2 separate regions of the Mus musculus genome follow, and region 2 is linked to region 1. A link is a contact called in public ChIA-PET data. All regions are on one chromosome and are shown on one strand. Each heading gives the region's core, a stretch centred on a gene start, on an enhancer-like site or on the middle of the called end of the contact. The rest is flanking DNA. Distances are from core to core; before and after follow the strand shown.

Region 1 (4,257 bases), core at 791-3,290:
ACCACACGATGGCGGTAGAGGACAGTAGTGACCTTTGCAGCATTCACTGAGTGGCTGCAAAGAGCAGAGAAGGCAAGGATGGGAATTCTCAGCAAACCTCTGAGAGGCTACTTAGGAGGAAAGGGAGACCTAGAGCCTCTGTAAGTACAAATGTTCCTCTTACTGTTTTCTTCAGTAGCCATAATGGAACTAAATAGGGAGGAGATTAGAGGAAACTGTGTATGGAGGTGGGGTGACAGGAAATTTTAAAGTCACATTTCCACAGCAGTCCCAAAATCCAACAGGACAAAAATGACTATGGGAAGAATTCATTACAGAAAGAGGAACCTGGGTAGATGGAACTATTCCATTTCTATGACATTTATTTACTTGTGGGGCCTGGAAGCATGAATATCTTTTACCTTGTGGGTCTTAGGGATCAAACACAGTTTGTCAGGCTTACCAGCAAGCACCCTTACCTACTGAGCCATCTTACTAGCCCAAGTTTAAAGTAAATGAGAGGTATAGGTGTAGAGCCCTTATTACTTTCCTTTTATAAGTGGATTAGATACATCAAACTTTGCTCAGAGCTAGAGGCATCCTGTTAGACTGTAAACCTGAGTACAGTACAATCCACACCTAGACCATAGCACTTATGGAACGAATGCAGAAGGGTCATGAGTTCAATTCCAGCCTAGCCTACATCGTGAGAGCCTATCACAGAGAGAAAGAACAGAAAGTCCTGTGGCTGAGAATATAGCTTGGGCTACAGAGCTCCGGCTCTTACAATCTTCTCTCCCCCTTTGCCTTTAAGCTTCTTGGGTTGGCTAGATGTATCAGTGGGCAAAGGTGCTCACTATACAAGCCTGGTGGCCTGCTCTCGGCTCCCAGGAGAGTATGCATCATAAAGTTGTCCTCTGAGCGCCACATCCGTGTCACATATGAGCACACACCAATACCAAGTGAAACACAGCAACAACCGAGCCTGAGCTCAGTGGGGGAACATTTAATTAGCATGCACACAGCCCTGGGATTCAATTCCCAGATAATTTTTTAAATGGGCACCTAACTAGTTTTAAGCATATTACTTGTCTACTCTGTGCTAGCTATTGAGAACAGAATATTAAATGAAGTCATTCCGTGCCACTGTGAAAAAATGGTGCATATTTATTTAGATAGACAGTCCAGAGTTGCCCAGGATAGCTTTAGTACATATTTATTTAGATAGACAGTCCAGGGCTGGCAAGATGGCTCAGTGGTTAAGAGCACTGACTGCTCTTCCAAAGGTCCTGAGTTCAAATCTCAGCAACCACATGGTGGCTCACAACCACCCGTAATGAGATCTGATGCCCTCTTCTGGTGCTAGAAGTCAGCTACAGTGTACTTATGTATAATAATAAATGAAGCTTTGGGCTGGAGCAAGCAGGGACTTAGTGATCGGAGTTGACCAGAGCGAGCAAAGGTCCTAAAAATTCAATCCACAACAACCACATGAAGGCTCACAACCATCTGTAGAGCTACTGTATACTCACATATATAAAACAAATAAATCTTTAGATAGACAGTCCAGTGTAGCCCAGGATAGCTTTGACCTTGGTACGTAGTCCAAGATGGCCTTGAACTCCTGACCCTTCTGCCTCCATGTCCCAAGTGCTGGCTGGCATTATAAATAAGTGCACCACACTGAGATTGTGTAGGAATAGGGAAAGAACTCAGGACATTATGGGTACTTGGTAGGCAGACACTGCAGGCAGTCTACCAACTGAGCTACACTCCCACCCCCACCCCACCCCACTGTAAAATTTGTTTTAAAGACAAGATCTTAGGTAGTTCAAGCTGTGATCAAACTCATTAAGTTGATAACAGTGGCCTTGAACTCTGATCCTCCAGCTTACATATTTCAAGTTTGTATCACTTTAAATCTTCTCTTGCCAAAATAAAAGGCACATTGCATCAGCTGCCTGAAGAGGATCTCCTGCCAGTCAAGACCCACTTTAGATAGAGAAAGCCCCTAAAAATAGCCATCCATGTGCGGGCTCAACAGGTGATTGGCTCTGAGAGGGGAGGAGAGCCTCTCGACTGGGTGAAGGAGACAGAGAAGGACAGTGCCATTCCTAGCCTCCCTTTGACAATGGCTCTGCCTCTAAAGGTCCTGAGCCGGAGCATGGCCAGCGCAGCCAAAGGAGACCATGGAGGGGCAGGAGGTAAGTGGGGCCAGGCCTGACTCTGATTTAGTAGCCTAGCCGATCTGTTCTCTTTGCCCGGCTTCCCCCTCCTTCTGTCTCCTGGCTCCTCTCTCCTGATCTACCAGGCACTGATCTTTCAGACCTCTAGGCCCAGGGATAGTTTTTGCCTATGAATCTACTCACACCCCACCTTTGCTCCTCCAGCCAACACCTGGCGCCTCCTGACCTTTGTGCTGGCTCTTCCCGGCGTAGCCCTCTGCTCCCTTAACTGCTGGATGCACGCTGGCCACCACGAGCGCCCAGAGTTCATCCCGTATCACCACCTCCGCATCCGAACCAAGGTACGCCAGAGGATGAGCGAGTGAGAGCATGCAGGGGGATTGCGGGGAGGGACTGTGGTGGGTGACCTGTCTGCCTTCTCTCTGCAGCCCTTCGCCTGGGGGGACGGCAACCACACGCTTTTCCACAATCCCCACGTCAATCCTTTGCCCACCGGTTATGAGCACCCTTGATGTCTCAGCAGACACGCTCTGCCAGCAATCTTCAAATTGGCCTTCTGCACACCGGCTCTGAGAGCCCCTGAGGTTCCAGTGGACAGTTCCAAGCTCAATAAAGGTGTGGAAGTTTTGTGTCCTCTGGCTCTTTGGGAACAGCATGGTGGAAGGGGCTGGGCAGGCTCTTGGGCAGTTGGTATCTGGGTTCCAGTTATTTTTTTTTATATAAGGAAAATGTGATGTTTCCACCTGCATTTTCATTTTATTTTTTAAAAATTTATACAAGCAATACATTGAATATTGAGCATATTACTCAGTCTTGTGTTAGTTCTTATCCATATGTAAATTTATGCTGACCCCATTCCTGCTCTTGCAAAAAAAGTGGATCAGCACTGAAATCTGACACATGGGCAAACCATAAAAATCTCCCAGCTCAGGAGGTAGGGCATCATTTCTGGGAAGTTTCCCAGGCTAGCCCAGAGCTGAAGAGAACTTGTTCCCATGCCAGTAGATTCATAGGCAAAAGCAAAACCAATCTCGTAATTGTGGAGATATACAGGAAAGTAGATTCCTAGGACGTGAGATGTGGAGGAGTCTCATGGTTGGAATCTGCCTGGCCGGCTGGGTCAGGATCTGCAGATGGTAGATCCAGCATCTCTTTATACTGACGTTTGAAGAAGCCAAGCTATAAAATGTAGTAAAGTCAGAAAAACTGGGTAAGAGGGAAGTTGAAGATGAGAGAACTAAAATAACTTCCAGCTGTGTGTCAGGGCAGCCATGTGAATGGCCCTCACGTACAGAGAAAGGCCATGTGCCAAGCAGTCGTTACACTCTTAGTTGTGGGAGGAAGCCACAGGCTCATTGTCGGGCAGATTTGTACATATGGCATGTCTGCTTCAGTTTAGCCATTCTGTGATATAACTTTCATTGTTATTTCAAAAAGGAGAGATGGAAAAAGACCAAGCAAATGTGATAGGAACAGAATATGTGGCCAAGCCTGCCCTACAACTACGATCTGTGTTCTTACTGTCGTATGGTGTGCACGACAGAACTGGTAGTGAACACTAGTAGTGTTAGGAAAATGATGTGAAAACAATTTACCTTGTACAGCGCCACAGTGATGAGAGCCAGTAACAGCAGACCTCCCACTGAGCTGAACACCATGAGGAAGACGGGCTCATAGACCACGTATTCTTCTAGCATCGTTGACACCTGATTTGAAAATCAGTGAATGCTCATTCTTCTCACACATGCACACAAACACTCATACACACAGGCACACAGTACACACAAACACACACACACGCACACACACAGTCATATACATATGCACATATGCGCACTCATATACACACATGTGCACACAAACACTCATGCACACAGGCACACAATACACACAAACACACACATGTGCATGCATGTGCGCACACATGCACACACACAGTCATATACACATGTACATATGCGCACTCATATATACACACACAGGCACGCACACACTCATATGTCCACACACACACTCATATACACCCACACACATGCACACACATGTGCTCACACACACACACACACACACACACACACACACACACAAACAC
Region 2 (4,257 bases), core at 739-3,238, 320 kb before region 1:
ATGTAGCAGAGGATGGCCTTGTGGGAAATCAATGAGAGGCCCTTGGTCTTATGAAGGCTCTGTGCTCCAGCGTAGGGGAATGCCAGGACAGGGAAGCGGGAGTGAGTGGGGTAATGAGCAGGGAGGGGGGGAATGAGATAGGGGGGTTTTCGGAGGGGAAATGAGGAAAGGAATAAAATTTGAAATGTAAATAAAAAAATATCTAATTTTAAAAAAAGAAAAACAAAACAAACAAGAAAAATCCTACCTAAATTTGTATTTTTAAGTTCTTCACTCAAAATTCAATCGAATTTTTATTTATTTTTATTTTATTTTATTGGTTTTTCGAGATCGGGTTTCTCTGTGTAGCCCTGGCTGTCCTGGAACTCTGTAGACCAGACTGGCCTTGAACTCAGAAATCTGCCTGCTTCTGCCTCTCAAGTGCTGGGATTAAAGAGGTGTGCCACAACTGCCCAGCTCAATCTTTTTTTTCTTTTTTTTTATAAAAAAAGACAAGGTCTTATTTTGCAACACAGGCTAGTTTCATTCCAACTTAATTACTTAATAACTTTTGAGATAGACTCCGATTATATAGCCCTGGCTAGACTTGAACTCAAGATCCTCTCGCCACAGCTTCCTGGGTGCTGGGATGACAGGCCTGAACCAGGCTGGGCTTCATTCCAAATTTGTATTTTCAATTTTTCTTGCTTTTTAGATTGAAGTACACAAACCTGAATATCTATGCAAATGAAGCATACACCTAGTGTTCACCAGACTCCTCAGCTGTTTCTGGTAACAAAACTCCAGTATTTGAAAAGGACAACAAGGAATCACGCCATTAAAAATACATTCTTTCACTCCAGTGTGAGTCTTAAGGCAGTGGCTAAGTATGGTGATACAATGTCTGATCTTTAGTTTTGGAACTGTCAGAAAGAGTATCTTAAAAAAAAATAGTGGTAGTATCAGAATTTTCTCTAACTGAAAGCAGTTTCGACCAGTAATAATAAGTTTAATGGGGGAAAATAACTTATTTACTCGAGCCTCCTGAGTCACTCTATGCCTAAGATCCAGTAAACTCAAGATAAGCCTCAACTAAGTTCTGAATTTGAAAGTGAAATCCCCACAGGAGACTCCACTCAGCAGCCTTTCAATCCTGGCCGTGCGCCATCAGCACCGGAGGGAGCCCAGGGTCTCAGCACGGGACGCGCGGGACAGAGAGGCGGCGGCCGGGCCTGGCCTGGGCCTCAGCCGCTCATCAGGCCGGTCGCCCTTCCCTGGGACGCGGCGCACCGCAGCTCAGGCCACCACTGCCCTTCGCCCTTCGCAAGAGGCTGTGGAAAACCACCCGATGTCACCACGCGGGTCGCACCCCGCTGGCTACCGTCCAAGGCCACCCTGCCTGCGGCTCTCTGCGGCCCGACGCCCGTTCGAGGCGGATATGGTTAAGGACTCTCCTTGCGCAGCAGGGCGCGGGGTGGGGTGACTCGCATAGCCCTGGCTCGACCAGGCCCCTTCGCCGTCGAGGTGGGACGGCAAGCTCCACTCACCTTAGGGCCCTCGGGGGGCACACGCGGGTCGTTCCACGTCGTGGTGCGGCTGTTGTGGTCCACGAAGAAGGGCCAGCCGGTCTGCGGGTCGATTTTGATCTCCCAGCCCGGGGGCAGGGGGTCTCGGTCGCTGGCTCCGTTGCCGGACGCCATCTGCATCATGGGCGATTGGGTGGCGGCGCTCATGCTGGGTTAGGGTCCGCCCGGGGCGCAGAGCTAGGGCGCGGGTCACGAGGTCGTGGAGTGCGGGCACCTCTGTGTAGCCGATGTGTCCGGGAAGCCGGCGCCGGGCACCTTTATGAATTAAAGGACTGGGTGACGTGGCCGAAGAGGGGTGGAAGTGTCTGGAAATAGCCTCCTAGCTGCCAAAGGGGAAGGAGGAGATAAAGAGAAGGCAGCAACTGGCCGGCTAGAAACTTCTGGTCCCATCCAGAGAACTTGGCGGCCGCCGTGGGTTGGATGCGGAGCTCCGCCCTGAGTCATAGGCTATAATCGCGGCGGGGCGGGACCTTGGGAGGGATCGGAGGCGGGGATTTGTCACCCGCCCCTCCTTCTCCTAGACTACCCAGGCTGTCCCTCCCTATCCCTGTCCTGTGTGTGTCCTGGGGCCTGTGCGCCTCGCGCCAGGTTGACACGCACCGGTGTCCTTGTGCTCTCTGGCTGGTTTCTGTCTCCGGACTCCCCACCACTCTTTCGTGCCGCGTGGGGGTGTCCCGGGGTTAGCAGTCCAAGGGCCGACACCTGGGGCCCCACCTTTGTGTAAGGACTAAATCATCTTTAAACTCGGAAAGTCTAGTTCTTTCTCTCTCTTCACACTCAGTGACGCTGGCGTCCTGCAGTGACGTTTTTAGTAACTTTTTCTCAAGGGCCTTATGACTTCTGAGAAATTCTGGAATGCTGATCTGAGGTCACAACAAAAAGAAAGAGCTGTGGAAACTCACCTGCCTGCTTTGGAAAACTGAAGAAGCAAGGACTAAAGTGACAACTTTGTGCTCTTGGCCTTCTATATAGGCACTTTCGCACAGTGACTAGACTTCAGAAACACCTGGAACCAATACTGAGGCCAATTTCCTGACTCAGATTCAGAGAATGTCCTGGGACCTTCAAAGATACATCTCTGGCCTCTTCCCCTCCGATTTTTACTCTGTGGCAAATACTAGAGGACTCTGCCAGACATTTCCAACAAGCTGATTTTTTTTACTTCCAAAGACCTTCTTACTGACTTTGAAGTCTCAAAGCCTCAGTATAAGTATTAACATAGTTAGCCTTCAGGTACTGCCTGGTGCCACCAAACACACCTGTATAAGCCCAAATGTGGGAATATTGACTTATTATCATTTGATAGTCACATTGAAAGGTCTAGACACTTAGATTCACTCACTGGTCAGTGTCTGTCTTTTGCTTCTTTATACCTGAACCCACCCAGCACGTGGCTAAATCCAGAGTCCATCTTCAATAAAGGAATAAAGATTGATGTTTATTGAAGACTGAATACAAAGTGAATTTTTTCGCTTGTTTTTCAATACAAGGTATCTTTGTGTAGTTTTGGCTGTCCTAGAACTAGCTAATTATGTAGACCAGGCTGACCTTGAACTCACAGAGATCCATCTCTCTGCCTCCCAAGTGCTGGGATCAAGGGCATGTGTCACCACTGCTTGGCTGTGGATATTTTTTTAAAGATATGGTCTATCTATATAGTTCTGCCTCCCAAGTATTGAGATTAAAGGTGCACACTACCATCTACTACGCCTAGCAATGCCCTATTTAAAAAATATTTAAAAAAAATAAATAAAGATTTATTTTATATGTATGAGCCGGCTTGTGCAATGCCTTCCGAGGTCCAAAGAGGGTATTGCATGCCCTGAAACTGTAGTTATAGATGTTTATAGCTTCCTTGTGGGAACTGAACCTGGTCCTCTATAAGAGTAGCAAATGCTCTTAAGTCATCTCTCCCGCACCCCCACTTTGTCCTCAAATTGCCCCTTCGTTCCTACCATCCATTCCTATCTTGCTAAGTATTTCTTGACTCTGTGACTCTTCTCTTTCTTCCGTCCCAGCCATCTTACGCTTTCACCTGGATCCTTCACAGCACCCTAATGGGTTCTTCAGCCTTTGGGCTTGCCTCTAAACCTCTTGCCCATATAGCAGCCAGAGAGGCCTTTTCAAGCACCCACCAAGTCCACTCTCCTTGGTCTGGTGCACAAAGGTGTATTCCTCATTTTCCCTGGTCCATACTTCAGCTGACCCTGCTGAACTGTATCTTGCACACACTGCTTCCACCACCAGGATGGAAACCCTTCTATCCACTCCAACCATCATCTCCTGGGCAGCTTGGCTTTTCCCAGCATTCCCTTTAGCATACACTCCTTCACACACACACACACACACACACACACACACATACACACATCCTGCTGCCCCCCCATTAGTCCTCTGACCATCCACATCCTGTCCCACCCTACCAATTGCTTTACACTGTAAATGCTTGTTTGTTTGATTTACTTAATGGGCTGAGTTTTTAAGAGCAGGAGCAGGATCTTGATCACCACCGTGTCCCCATCCTCCAGCACAGTGTGTGGTAAATAATAATTATTAAAAACAACACTCATAATGGCTAGTGCTTATTGGGTAATCGCTGTCAGGTGCTACGTTAATGACTTTACGTGGGCTCTCACATTTGATCTTTGTGGTGGAAGCCATGATGTGCCGCTTACATTTCCGTTTAGGCATG

The links. ChIA-PET counts read pairs in DNA pulled down with a chosen protein or histone mark.
Region 2: a contact with region 1 is called in an RNA polymerase II ChIA-PET map of memory CD8 T cells, with 5 read pairs. The contact joins the promoter of Bag3 here to the promoter of Cox6a2 in region 1. A contact is called at or near these places in 3 of 115 datasets of contacts at active chromatin or transcription factors (bone marrow-derived dendritic cells, bone marrow-derived macrophages and memory CD8 T cells).

Annotation. Positions count from the first base shown.
Region 1 is chr7:128,204,149-128,208,405 of GRCm38.p6, reverse strand. Cox6a2 (cytochrome c oxidase subunit 6A2) reads left to right here and starts at 2,040. Exons shown (of 3, transcript NM_009943.2): 1 at 2,040-2,183; 2 at 2,370-2,506; 3 at 2,594-2,971. The coding sequence starts at 2,111. The coding sequence ends at 2,677. Itgad (integrin, alpha D) reads right to left here. Exons shown (of 31, transcript NM_001029872.3): 30 at 3,761-3,871; 31 at 2,902-3,344. The coding sequence ends at 3,231.
Region 2 is chr7:128,521,314-128,525,570 of GRCm38.p6, reverse strand. Bag3 (BCL2-associated athanogene 3) reads right to left here and starts at 1,988. Exons shown (of 4, transcript NM_013863.5): 1 at 1,527-1,988. The coding sequence starts at 1,712.